Regions from separate parts of the Gossypium arboreum genome. Here region 2 is linked to region 1. A link is a contact called in public Hi-C data. All regions are on one chromosome and are shown on one strand. Each heading gives the region's core, a stretch centred on a gene start, on an enhancer-like site or on the middle of the called end of the contact. The rest is flanking DNA. Distances are from core to core; before and after follow the strand shown.

What was found. A called contact is a pair of places that touch in the nucleus more often than the background predicts.
Region 2: a Hi-C map of leaf shows a contact between it and region 1, with 2.5 times the contacts expected there. The contact joins the promoter of LOC108483666 here to the promoter of LOC108482249 in region 1. A contact is called at or near these places in 2 of 5 Hi-C or Micro-C datasets (both in leaf).

What each region holds. Positions count from the first base shown.
Region 1 is chr2:27,308,571-27,315,278 of ASM2569848v2, forward strand. It overlaps LOC108482249, which reads left to right and starts at 2,682. Exons shown (of 1, transcript XM_017785367.2): 1 at 2,682-3,735. The coding sequence starts at 2,810. The coding sequence ends at 3,430.
Region 2 is chr2:27,633,703-27,640,410 of ASM2569848v2, forward strand. It overlaps LOC108483666 (probable dolichyl pyrophosphate Glc1Man9GlcNAc2 alpha-1,3-glucosyltransferase), which reads left to right and starts at 2,775. Exons shown (of 9, transcript XM_017787184.2): 1 at 2,775-2,904; 2 at 2,995-3,093; 3 at 3,865-3,927; 4 at 4,025-4,120; 5 at 4,242-4,294; 6 at 4,704-5,453; 7 at 5,742-5,948; 8 at 6,243-6,480. The coding sequence starts at 4,713.

The DNA.
Region 1 (6,708 bases), core at 1,432-3,931:
CCTTTCTTATGCTTCTCATTTTATTTACGTTACTTATTTCTAAATTTATTTTAATTTAAATTTTATTCTTCGAAATTATTTTAATTTAATGTTACATTATATTTCGATTATACCTTCTAATATTTAATTCTGATTATAATTATTTAATTCAAACTCATTTTTCTTCTTTATACAAATAAAATAGCAAGTTATATTAAAATTTGAATTTAAATTATTAACCGTATTTTTAAAATGTAAATGTATAAATTAATTGGACTAATTTAACTTTGTAAATAAAAGTAGACTAATTTATATTAAGAGTTTATTGTGGAAGTTTTCTTATAAATCAATTTCTTATATTTATTGGATTGAGTGGTAAGGAATTCAATATTAATAAAGAAGATATTGAGTTCTACCTTTTTAGATACAGAAAATAACGTTAGTAAAATTTGTCCTTCATTTAAGGGCATAATTCAATTCGACTTTAAATTTAGTTGAAACTCAATATAATTACCCAAAGACAGAGAACCTCAAACAAGAAAATGTATGAATCGGTTAGACTACATTTTACATTTTTTTTATACTCTACTTAAACTAAGTACAACCCTTCAATTTCTAAAGTGAAATATATTACGCAATTGAACATGTTTAAACTAATGTCTTTTATATTGTTGTGACAATAATTATATCAATTGAGCTAAGATTTAGTGGACAACTACATTTTACATTTTGATCGGTAAAACTTATACAGCTTAACAAAGTATGAACAAAATGTAAGCTTTTATAGAACAAAATTAATGTATTTTTATTTGATTATGGTTTCTTAATAAAAAAACGAATATTCATGCATAAAATGATAACAAATAAATTGTTGGAGCTGTTATAGAAGTAGTTACAACTGTAGTTACAACTATTCCTATAATAATTCATGATTTATAACTTATTTTATTTGAAGTTTGTAATCTTTTGAACTAAAATAGTTGAGTTATGATTTAAGTTGATTTAGTGAAAGCACAATAGTTCAATTATGAAGCCATTCTATAGGAGAAACAAAACATTGAAGATTGGGTCCATCCAAATCCCCTATTTCATTGAGATTGACACGACTGACATAAGAAAAATTTTGAAGATTTTTGAAGGAATAAATCCTAAAATTATATATGAACTATTGTTTAATGTGCAATTGTATACATAAACGTTGATTTTATGCAATTTTATAAATGAAATTTTAATTTGATGAAATTCTTGTGAATCATTAACACAATTATTGATATAATATCATTTTATGTTTATATATTGCATACATAAATAATTTTATTTATTCAAAATAAAAATAATTTGTTTTTTTATTTAAATGTGTATGATTAAATCACAATTAAAATTTCAAGTATACATTTCAATTACAATTAGAGTTTTATGTATACGATTGTACATTATACCAAAATTCATGTATAATTTTGAGATTTATCTCATTTCTGAATTATCCTAGAATTTATTAGGATATCAATACCTTGGTGGTAGATTAATATTGTAATTGATATGTATTTTAACAAGTCCAAAAATGCTTATATATTTGAGACTTGTATAGGTTAAAAGTACCAAGAGTTTTAGCACTTATTCTTTATTGGAACCTATTTTAGTAAATGTGTTTGCAAGTAAAACAAGTACAAATAAAGTTTTTCATAGAGAAATTTAACGGAAAATAATTTAAATGTATAATGTAAGTATGAAATTGCTACACTGATAAGTGTTAAAATTTAAATCATAGTTGGAAGATAGTAAATTTACTCTTTAAATAACATCTAATCAACGTAAGTGAACCAAATATTACTGTAATTCATATGTTATATGCTCAGTTAAGACAAATCAATTTTTTCTACACAAACATATAAATTTCGCTATTTAGCCTCCAAAACAGTGGTCTAAAGTTAGCTGTCACTTTCTTCATCCAAAGCTCTCATGGGCTTTAGCCAACCTAATCACCACCTACCAAAAATGATTGGAGCAAGCAACCGGTAGAGAAGAGGGATAATGGTTGGATTTTTCTTAATGTTTTTAAATATATATTACTAATATTATATAGTGTTTTAAATAAATCTGAATAAATATTGTTAATTATTATTTAAATTAAAATCAAATTAAATTGATTTTAAAACGAATTAAATTTAATTAAATGTTGGAAGGGATAATTACGAATCTCGAATATGAACTATGAAATGAAAATAAAGAATAAAAATAAAAAAATATAAGTTTAATTATTAATTTCTTTTCTTTACTTATAAATAATAGCAAGTTAAATTTTTATTTTAAACTTTTTAGGGGCGAAATTAAATTGTAATTTTATTATAGCAAAATATAATTTCACCAATTTAATAGTCTACATCTTTATAATTTTTAAATAATTAAATCAAATTATTATATTGTAGGAGAGCCTTTCTAATTTAAAATTTAAAATTTTTAAAAACTTAAATAAAAAATTTCATTTAAGGGCATGCTGAGTTTTGTTATTTGTTACATACAAATTGTTGAGCTATTAATTATATAGATGAACGATTTAACTGCAAAGTTTAATAATTTTATTGAAATGGACTAAGTTGAAAAGTTTGATAGATTAAAGTAGAAGAAAAAGATTTCAAAATTGATAAAGAAATAAAGAAATTCTAATATATAATTAATTTACTTGTTAAATTAAAAAACATTTGTGTTCTCCCCTTGCTATTCTTTCCCTTTATATAGAGCCCTCCCCTCCCCTCCTCTCCCTCAAACTCGAACAAATAATTGCTTCTCTCTCCCTCAAAAGTCAGCAATAAATCAAATCTAGTCAAAAGCAATGGAACAAAATCCACCAGTGATAGCCAAAAGAGTATGGAGCATAGTAAGAGCTGTTCTCTTCATGATGAAAAAGGGCATATTATCCAAAAGAAAGCTCATGGTTGATCTCAACATGTTGCTCAAACGCGGCAAAATAGCCAGCACCAAAGCCATTGCCAACCTCCCCATGTTCCACCGCCACCAGGTCTCTTCATCGGCGGCGGCGCCGGCCCAGGAGTACGAGTTCAGCTGCAGCAACACCCCTAACTACATCTTCCCTTTCAACATCCCCACCAAGAAGAAGAACAGCATTAACAACTACTACCACCACTTGTTCGCTTGTACCCACGCGCCTCCTACTCACGACGACGACACCGCCGCCATGAACGCCTTCAAGGTTGTCTTGGAGATGCTCAACAACAACATGGGAGTGGAAAGCGATGCTGCTGTTATTGCGGCTTCCCCTATGTTACCAGGGTTCGGACAAACTCCAGTGGTGAGACAACTTAGAATAACCGACTCTCCTTTCCCTTTAAGAGATGTTGATGAAGGTAATGGCAACGTAGATAAGGCTGCCGAGGACTTCATTAACAGGTTTTACAAGGATTTGAAGCTCCAAAATAACAACACTACTGCCTGAGTTATGACAGAACCATATCTTTGCCTCTGTTAATAATTTCCATGTTTGGAGGGAGTTGTTCATGCTTAATTTCTTTTTGGGGGGTTCTAATTTTGTTGTTGATAAAACAAATAAGAAAAGCCCTGGATTTTTCACTTATTCTTTCGTTATAAACTTTTCTATGTTAATCATGCGATCAAATATGGTTTTGGAGTTGAAAGCATTTAAGCAGCTCCTGATATCTTTAGTGGATTATTTTGGAGTATTGGAAATAATTCATGTATATTTGGTTTGTCGGTGGCAAATAAAAAGTTTTCCTTTTGCAATATATGAATATCAATATCAATCCTTAGGGTTTGAGGCAGATCTAAATTACAATGGCCGAATGGAAACCTTGATTCATCAATATGAAAAATAGCATAGCTTTTAAACCCTGAATCCCTCACTTCCAATGGAACTTCATTTTTATGTCTTTACAAATTGATACCATTCCACTAACTTAAAAGTGCACTTATATGGACCCTCTCCCTAAAAGACAAACAAAATAAAAACCCCTATTCCTATCCCTCTCCCTCTCACTTTTGCTTTTTCTTTTTCTTTCTTTTTTTTTTTTTTTGTTCCAAAGTTTAGCCAGAAAAAACAAACTATAATTGAGTTCTGCTCTTGTTTATTTTGAAATTTGGATTTATAGTAATATAGAAAAGTTAGAACAATAAATATGATTAGTGCAATTTAAATACAGGTCACATTTAAGACAGTAAATACTTTTAACAATCAAGCTATCATATGAGGTTTATATATTTATTTTAATTTAAAAGATTATATTTATATAAAATTTTATAATTCAGATTATATAAAATTTAAATAGTTAATATATATTCAAATTATTATGGAGAAATAATAATGAAAAGAATGTACAGAATCTCTTGCCTTAATAATAAATGTAGGTATAAAAATTTAAATTCTATCCCAGACAGTTGTATTTCCCCATCCAATTATATATATGGGATGAAAGTTGGAAAGATGTTGATTGAGGAAAGTAGAATCCAGCCAAGTGTGGTGCATCAGATCAGATTAATTTTGGTTACAGTTTATTGGATAAGGAGATGCGAAAATCACATATTCCTTAAATTAATTCAAAAGTAAAATATATGGAAGCTAGTAGTATACTAATTTTCATCAATTTAATAATAAATGTGAAGCATGCGTGCCATATCTACTCTATATATTATACATACTATAGTATATGTGTTTTATTATACATATCTATATTTTTTTTATAAGGATGATTTGAACACATTAATTTTAAAGAAGATGGACATTCCACCAATAGGCTAATATCAATGCATTAGAATTTATACATTTTTAAATTCTTTGTTTTTTTTTTAATATAATAATAAATTTTAATTTTAATATTTATCATTTTTATTACATTAATCCTGTAACACCCCATATCCGTATTCAATGTTGAAACAGGGTTTGAGGCATTACTGGACTTACCACACAAACAATCATACAATTCCGAGCCATAAATTTCCGTCCAAATTAAAACCATTTACAATTAATCATAAAGTCCGTAATACGAGCCTACGAGGCCCGAAATATGCTTTGGGAGTGGTCCGGGAATAAACCGAGAACTTTAGAAATTTTTACAAAACTTAGAAAATTTTTGCACTAAACAGGGTCACGTGCCCGTGTAGATATAGGACACGCCCGTGTGATTAGGCCGTATGGTCACACACGCTTGTATCCCGACCCCGTGTAACTCTTTGACTTGTAACTCATGAACAAATTGGGATCACACGTGTGTTAGACCGTGTAGAAAATTAATTTTCATAAAATAGGTGCAGACTTCACACGGCCAGGGCACACGCCTGTGTTCGAGGCCATGCCGTCCACACAGTTGAGGTACACGCACGTGTGCTCAATTCTGAGCATTCTGTTTCTCAAAATTAAGGTGCAGGGGACACACGGCCAAAACAGATGCCCATGGGATAGGCCATGTGTCACATACGGCCAGGACACACGCCCGTGTGTCTACCTGTGTGAACAAAATAAAGGCTATTTACCAAGCCATTTGCCACCCTTATTCATACATACACATACACCAATTCAATGACATAAAACATAATATACTTGGGCAACCAAAACACCCACAATTATAGCCAACACATGCCAATACAATAGCAACATCTATCATACTCACAACATTTATTATGCCCTAAATCAATCATGCAAATTTCACATTCATTAAGCCTTAATTTACTGCTTTCAAGACACCTAATTGTACACAAATTTATCATCTCCTCAATATATCACATTTCCAAACATTTCACATTCATGCTATGAATCACGTTCTATTATTCACCAAGCATACCATGACCATATCACCAAAGACATTGGCACATATATGAATATACTTAGGCTTACAACCACGTTAGCCAAAATAAGCTAATTTACACGACCAAATACCAAATCAAGCATTTGACTATTACAAGCCAATACATCGGCTAAAATCATAATGACACATATAACAAAATGATCAAGTCCCTACACATGCCATACTTTTAAAATACTAAGATCACCAATACCCCAAACTGAGAGTTTGATAGTATGATTCGAATCTCCGACAATCTCCGATCCGAGTTAGCTTGGCGACCCTATATAACATGGAAAAATAAACGGAGTAAGCTATATAGCTTAATAAGCTTGTATGCAAGAAATAAGCAACCTTACCATGCATATAACATTTAAATATTATAACATAATTAAATGTAAATTTACCATAGTCTTATGATCATAACTCATTCTACCACAAACTTACCTCATATTCACCGTTTCAAGCATTTAATAAACATGAGCTTTATGTACATACCTGAACCATCTTGAAATGAATTTACACATATTCTCATCTTTGACATACTCGTGAACCACTCGGAATAATAATTCGGATACTCGGGATTTTTGCACACTAAGTGCCACATACGCAGCCAATGCTACCTCAATATCATATCACATAATCACTCACTATCGAGCTATCGACGGGCTTGCTCACACAAGTTGTCAAGTATCCGCAGCATATGCCGGTATACTCAGCCACCGGTTGGACGTACAAGACCAGCACTCGGATCACATAATCACATAACACATAATGACCCTAGTGACATGTCACTTGTATCCTAATCTATTCCTAAGGTTCAACGAGACTTCTCACTTGCCGAATCATCGTCGAACTCGTTCGTAGAATTATACTCATTCACATAATCAAACATACAATTCATGCAATATTAAAGCATTTA
Region 2 (6,708 bases), core at 1,525-4,024, 330 kb after region 1:
TGATTCGCCTTGGATCCCACTCGTTGTCTTCGCTCTTCCCTTCTTTTGGGACTTTTGCCTCGGCTTCCGTCGCTTCTTAACTTGAACCGTCTTACTCGTTTGTACATCTCGACGACAAGGAGTTATGTCACTCCCTTGCCCACATTCTAACTTCCCTTGGACAGAATCCTCATGATTCACGACACTTGGCTTCGCTTGGCCCAAAGTCTCTCGGCCTCCTTGCTCAAGAACTTCGAAAGGGCCCCTACGTTCTCGCCAAGTACACAAGTTAGAATGCAAAACACTATCAGAGTGTTTCGAATGTACCTTTGCATTTACTCGGGTCAACTGTCCCACATGCATCACTTCTTTTTCCTTGAAGTCCGATGCACCACCCACCTCTCCCATAGGTGGAAGCCTTGTCAATGACTCGGCCAACTCCGACGCTTCACTCGATACGAGCCTCTTTGGTCCAAGCTTCATTGTTTTCATCGCAACTTTTTCCTCTAAGTTCGATGACAAACTCACCTCTCCGTTGGGTGGAAGCCCCTCCGACGACTCTCTATGCTCGGACGTTGCCTTTCCTTTGACTACGGCTTGCTTTGGACAGTTCCGCAACTCATACGGACCACGGCACAAGAAGCACTTTACTCGCTTCTTTTTGCTCCTCTTAGCCCTCTTAGCTTCGGCTTTACCCTTGCTCGAACCAAGCTTCTTGGGCTCCTTGTCTGCTCCATCGTTCTCTTCGATGACAGACTTCCTCGGACACTTCCGCAACCTATGCGGACCATGACATAAGAAGCACTCGACTGGCTTCTTCTCGCTTTCGGCCTCCTTGGCTTCAACACCCCTTGCGCTCGAACCAAGTCCCAAGGCCTTACCCACCGGCTTCTTCCTAAGCGCGGATTTCATTGGACATTTCTTTAGTATGTGTGGACCGTCGCAGAGAAAGCATTTTAGCTTGTCCCTTCTCTTCTTGGGTTTTTTCTTCCCAACTCGTGGTTTCCCATTACCACAATTGTCACCGTTGCCATTGCCATACTCATCCGTATCTTCCTTGTGATTCTCTTCACATACGCCCCTTTCCTCGGACTTGGAAGATCCAAGCTTGTCTTTCTCTAGACCAAGCTTAACCACGGATACCACTACCTTCATGGCTTCCGGCGACTTTTGGACACCTCTTTGTTCCACCTCCCGTCGACCCACGGCTTCAATCCTCTTGAAAAGCAAGCATTGCTTCTCTCGGTCATATCCGAACTTTGGAGAATGAGTTCCTTGAACTCACAAACATACTCCCCACTGTGCCCGTTGCGTTATTCCTTGCAACTTTGCCCGAGCTTCTTCCTCGGCAAACTCTGGGTAAAACTGTCTCTTCAACTCGCATTGGAACTTCTCTCATGTTCCAATCTCACATTGCCTTTCATCTGTGATCTTACCTCGCCACCATAAAAGCGCAATATCAATAAGAAATAATGAAGCAGTTTGTACCTTATCCGCATCATCCACGATGCCTTTGGCACGGAAGTAGTTTTCCATCCTCCACAAGAAATTGTCCACATCACATGCAGACCTTGTCCCCGCAAACTCTTTCGGTTCCGGGACACACTCGCTACTGAGTGCTGCACTTGACACTCCTTCTTCCACCGCTGCTCGACACAAGGCCAGCTCTCCCTCGAGCTCCTCTATTCTTGTGCTTAAAGTCAGCGTCGTGGCCATTGTTTCCTCTTTCAAAGCCTTCACCATGGCTTCGAGAGCATTATTCCTCTCTGTCAGCTTCTTCCTTTGGGAATCTAGCAACTCTTGCACGTTATCCCTTTGGGAAGTTAGACACGTGGTCACAAAGCCTCTGAACTGATCCTTTATGTCTTCAATACTTTCCCCACGAGCATTGTCAGACTCTTTAACGGCTTCCATAGACTCCTCAAGTTTACCCACGCGTACCTCTATTGCCGACAGCATCTCCCTCAAAGACTTTCTCGCCCGTATTTGTTCGAACTCTTCTTTCGACATCCCAACAGTGCCTTCGAACCAACAGCTCGAATACTTCTTGGTTCGAACTCTAGCTCTGGTACCACTTGTCACGGGGCTAGACCTTTCGTCTCGCAATCCGTGCGGCCTTAGGCGATTCGCTCGTCCAAACTCGCCCAAGTCAGCCTTTACTCGAATGAGGATTCTTTAAGTACTCCTCCAAGGCACTAACTCGTACAGCGGAAGACTTACTTATGCCAAAAGAAGCTTATAAGAACAACAGAAAGGGACGCACACAAAGTGTTTGAGTAAATGCTCTCTATTCTCTTATTCACAAAGAATAATGAAACAATGAATGGAGTGAGTACAAATGAGGGGGAGGCTCTCTATTTATACTTGAGCTCCCCCAAAACCGACGGTCAAGATACAATTACATCGACGGACGAGATTAAAGGTTACCTACTACCAAATATAATATCATATCTTCTAAGATTACATATCTTAGATAAGATATGTAATCTTATAAAATAATATCTTATAAGATTCCATATCATATCTAAGATCTCTAAGATTATAATATCATATCATGTTTCCATATTTGTAGATGGACCTTCAATCTCTTCAAGCAACGGGCCATCCGTCGGGCCAACCAGACTTTGATCCGACAAGTTTCTCCAACAGTTCCTTGAATCGGGCCAGCTCACGTGGGCCAAATGATCCCCATCTAAGTAATAGACCTCCATCGGATGCATTTGGTTCGATGGTCACGGGCTTTGAACTCTGGCCCGTGACACTAGCACATAGTCTATAATACGGTCGTGTGAACTAACTCATTGAATCAGCGTTGAAGCGAAACCAAAGCTATTCTTTCTCTAATCTGAATCTCTTCAATCAGCAACTGAACAAGAAAACTTACAATTAACTAGTGCTGTCTACTGCTACTAGTCTACTACCTAGGTACTTAATTTGTTCGTTAATAATATGAATTAATCTATCAAACCCTAGAAATTCTAACTCCTCACCGTCTTTGTTAATCGTTTAGAACAGCATTATAGGCAGCTCATAGTCAGCCACGATGCCGTAGTGCTAGGAACTGCTCTCAACGAACGCATCCTCAGCTCTCTTCTTTCTGTTCATCGACTCAAGGTCTTCTTTTTTTCTTTTTCTTCCCATTTACCTGCTGCTATAATATATTTCCTATATTCTTTTCTTTGTTTTTCTTTTAAGTAATTGATTTCTGATCCTAGGTCTTGATGGGTACATCTTAGATTTGTGTACGGATCTGCTGGATATTGTTGCCATTGATTAAGGCAAACACCACGTCTATGCCTATCTTTCTTTTTCTCTGCGCCCCCCCCCCCCCCTTCTTCTGCACCATTCCTTATCGAGGTGCCTCTGATTAAGGCATGGATCTGTTACATTTTAACGAGGTTGCTGCAAATAGGATCTGTTTCCCCTAAAATTTTCAATCCTCCTGTAAACAGTAACTGCAACGATGCAATTATACTGAAATAAATCAGTTTAATCTAATCAAGGGATGCCAACTACTGACATCCACCTTTCAAATGTGAAAAATTCTCATGATCCTATTTGTATAGTTGATCATAGAAACTCGAATTTTGACTATTCTTTTTTTGAGTAAAATCTTTATCGTCTAACCATCCCCAATTGCTTGCACTATGTAACTCTTGAAAATGTTTGTGCTAAGGTAAAGTGAGTCTTCTAGATAAGCTTGGTTTTCCTAAATGCTTTACTTGAGAAAGGAAATGCAACTTGTTTATTCTATAACGTTGATTTCAAAGTAGAAAGTGTCTTTTGTTTCGCTCTTTTTGGAAAATTACAAAATGGTGCTAGATATTTATTATATTACTTTTGTTGTTTGTTCATTTCATTTGGTGTTGTTCATCATGCATTTAGTTTCTGCATATGGATAGGAACGAGTAATATGGAGGAGAGCCTACATCACTCAACCTGATTCAGGTTCCATTTTCTGCATGGTTCAAAGGCCCAGCTAATCTATTGATTTGTTTTCCTTTTTCTATTTATTGATTAATGCCTTTAAATTATTTGTTGGCAGCTCTGGAAGGCAAAGTTGGTGTAACATCTGAAGGTGAAACTGCCAGGTGTAAGAAAGTTGTTTGGGACCCTTCCCACTTGTGAAAGAAGGAATACTGTACTACTTTTTCTTTACCTTAGCATTTTCTCAATTGGAAGCAATATAACTCATGATCTTATGGAGTTTTTCTCCTTCTTTCATTTTAAAGAATGCTGAAGAAACAACTCTTTCTCAACAGGTTCACTTGCAGATTATCCTGCCACAAAAGCAGTTGGGTCATAAATCAGACATGTAAGTTCACTTTGGAATTTTTCTTAATAGGAAGCTTTATTGAAGTAAGATATAAGGGGCTCTCAATGATTACCATATATGAATTTTGCGATTTGATTAAATAGAAACTATATCTGGTACCTTTCTTGTTCCTGGTATCCTTTATTATGGGATAAAGTCCTTCCTACATATTCTTGGAACAGCTAAAGAGAACGTTTGATTCTATTCTTCATTGATTTCAGTTTATAGTTTATGTTACTGCAAGAGGCATGCATTTGGGTTTTTCAAGACATATTTTCTCTTCATTTTTTTCCTGGCCGTTTGGGGTGTATTTTGACCTAAATTTCTTTCCATGTCAAATTGACACTACTTGTCACTTAACAGTACTGCACTCAATTTGTGAAATTTTACTGTTCTTTTGACTTTACAGTGTAATTGTATGATGGAAATGCAAGAGAGTCCACGAACACCCGTAGTCATGGCGCAGCTTTCTTGGTTTTTTGGCATAGCCACGATCGTAAAGCTTCTACTAATCCCATCCTACCACAGCACGGACCTGGAAGTCCATCGCCACTGGCTGGCCATTACCCACTCTCTTCCTCTCAGCCAATGGTACACTGATGAGACGAGTGAGTGGACCCTTGATTACCCTCCCTTCTTTGCCTACTTGGAACGCTTTCTTTCCATGTTTGCCCATCTAATTGACCCACAGATTGTTCATCTCCATCATGGCCTCAATTACAAAGCCAATTCTGCCATCTATTTCCAGAGGATGTCAGTAATTGTCTCAGATTTGTTTCTCTTATATGGGGTTTACAGATCAACTCTAGCTCTGGCATCTCTGAAGCGGAATTTGATATGGTTATTGGTGATTTGGTCTCCTGGACTCCTTATTGTGGACCATTTGCATTTTCAGTACAATGGGTTTTTGTTTGGCTGGTTGTTGTTGTCGCTCTCATTTTTGGCACAAGGAAGAGATGTGATGGGTGGCTTTCTGTTTGCTGTGTTATTGTGTTTTAAGCATTTATTTGCGGTGGCGGCCCCTGTTTATTTTGTATACTTGCTAAGGCATTATTGTAGAGGTGGGCTGGTTCGGGGTTTTGCTCGGCTTTCAGTTATGGGGGCTATTGTTGTGGCAGTTTTTGCAGCAGCATATGGGCCATTTGTGTATCATGGACAGGTAGGTCATCCTTTTGGTTTACTTTTATGTGTTCTGGCTTATTCTGCAGCGAGTTTCTCTTTTAACCATATGATTTGCCCTTAGTTTTGGGTTTTTAACCACTGGCCCTCAATCTCTCCCTCTTGTCCTGGTTGCTGTTGTACCCTCTTCTCATTCATTTAGAAGTACATATTTTTATGCAAATTTTATGGTTTCACTTATTAGTCATGCTGAAATTGCGAATGTCTATAGCCATTAGTTTCCTTGACTATAATATATAGTGCTAAGTGTTCTCCAAATACCTTGCAGATACAACAAGTCATCCGCCGGATGTTTCCTTTTGGCAGGGGACTTTGCCATGCTTATTGGGCTCCAAACTTTTGGGTTTTTTATATAATGTTAGATAAAGGGATTGCTTTCTTGTTGAGGAAATTTGGCTTCAATATTCCGGCACCAGTAGCTTCATTCACTGGTGGACTAGTTGGCGATGCATCACCATTTGCCATATTACCTCGGGTAAGAAGGCTACTGAGTTTTTTTCTTTTCCAAAAAGGAGAAAAAGAAAAAGAAGGCTACTGAGTAAATATCATAGATTGATCTTATAACCCTCTCCCCTTACCAATCCCCTACGCTTATCCCTTTGGTAATCTTGTCATCTCAGAACTGAGGAAAGGCATTGGCTGTGAGTAGGATTGTTAGATATAAACAAGGATGCTTGATATTTAACAGTTGATGAAATGCTATTTCCTTTTTGTCTGTGGTAAATGTACTGATTAATCTGTCTTATATTGGATCTCCATGAAATGACAGGTAACACCCTTGACAACCTTCATTATGGTCCTGCTTGCCTTATTGCCTTGTCTTTTTAGAACTTGGAAGGATCCCAGGCCAAGGTTGATTGTCAGATCAGTCGCATATGCATACACTTGTGGGTTTTTATTTGGGTGGCATGTTCATGAGAAAGCATCACTACACTTTTCCATTCCCCTTGCTATTGTTGCTGTGGAAAGTTTGGAGGACGCGAAGCATTACTTCTTGCTATCTATAGGTAATGTTCTCCTCTGTTATCTCTTTGTTGACTTTTGAACTTGTATAGATATCACAACTCAAAAGAATTTCAGCATTGTCAAGGGTACAGGGCACGCTGAGGCACTAGAACCCTCTTATTGCCCGACGCAAGGTGTAAAAGTTGTGCTCAAGTGCAATATACTGACTCGTGTTTTTGTGTGTATATATACTTATGATATAAAATAAGCTTTAAAGAGGGGTCTAGTTT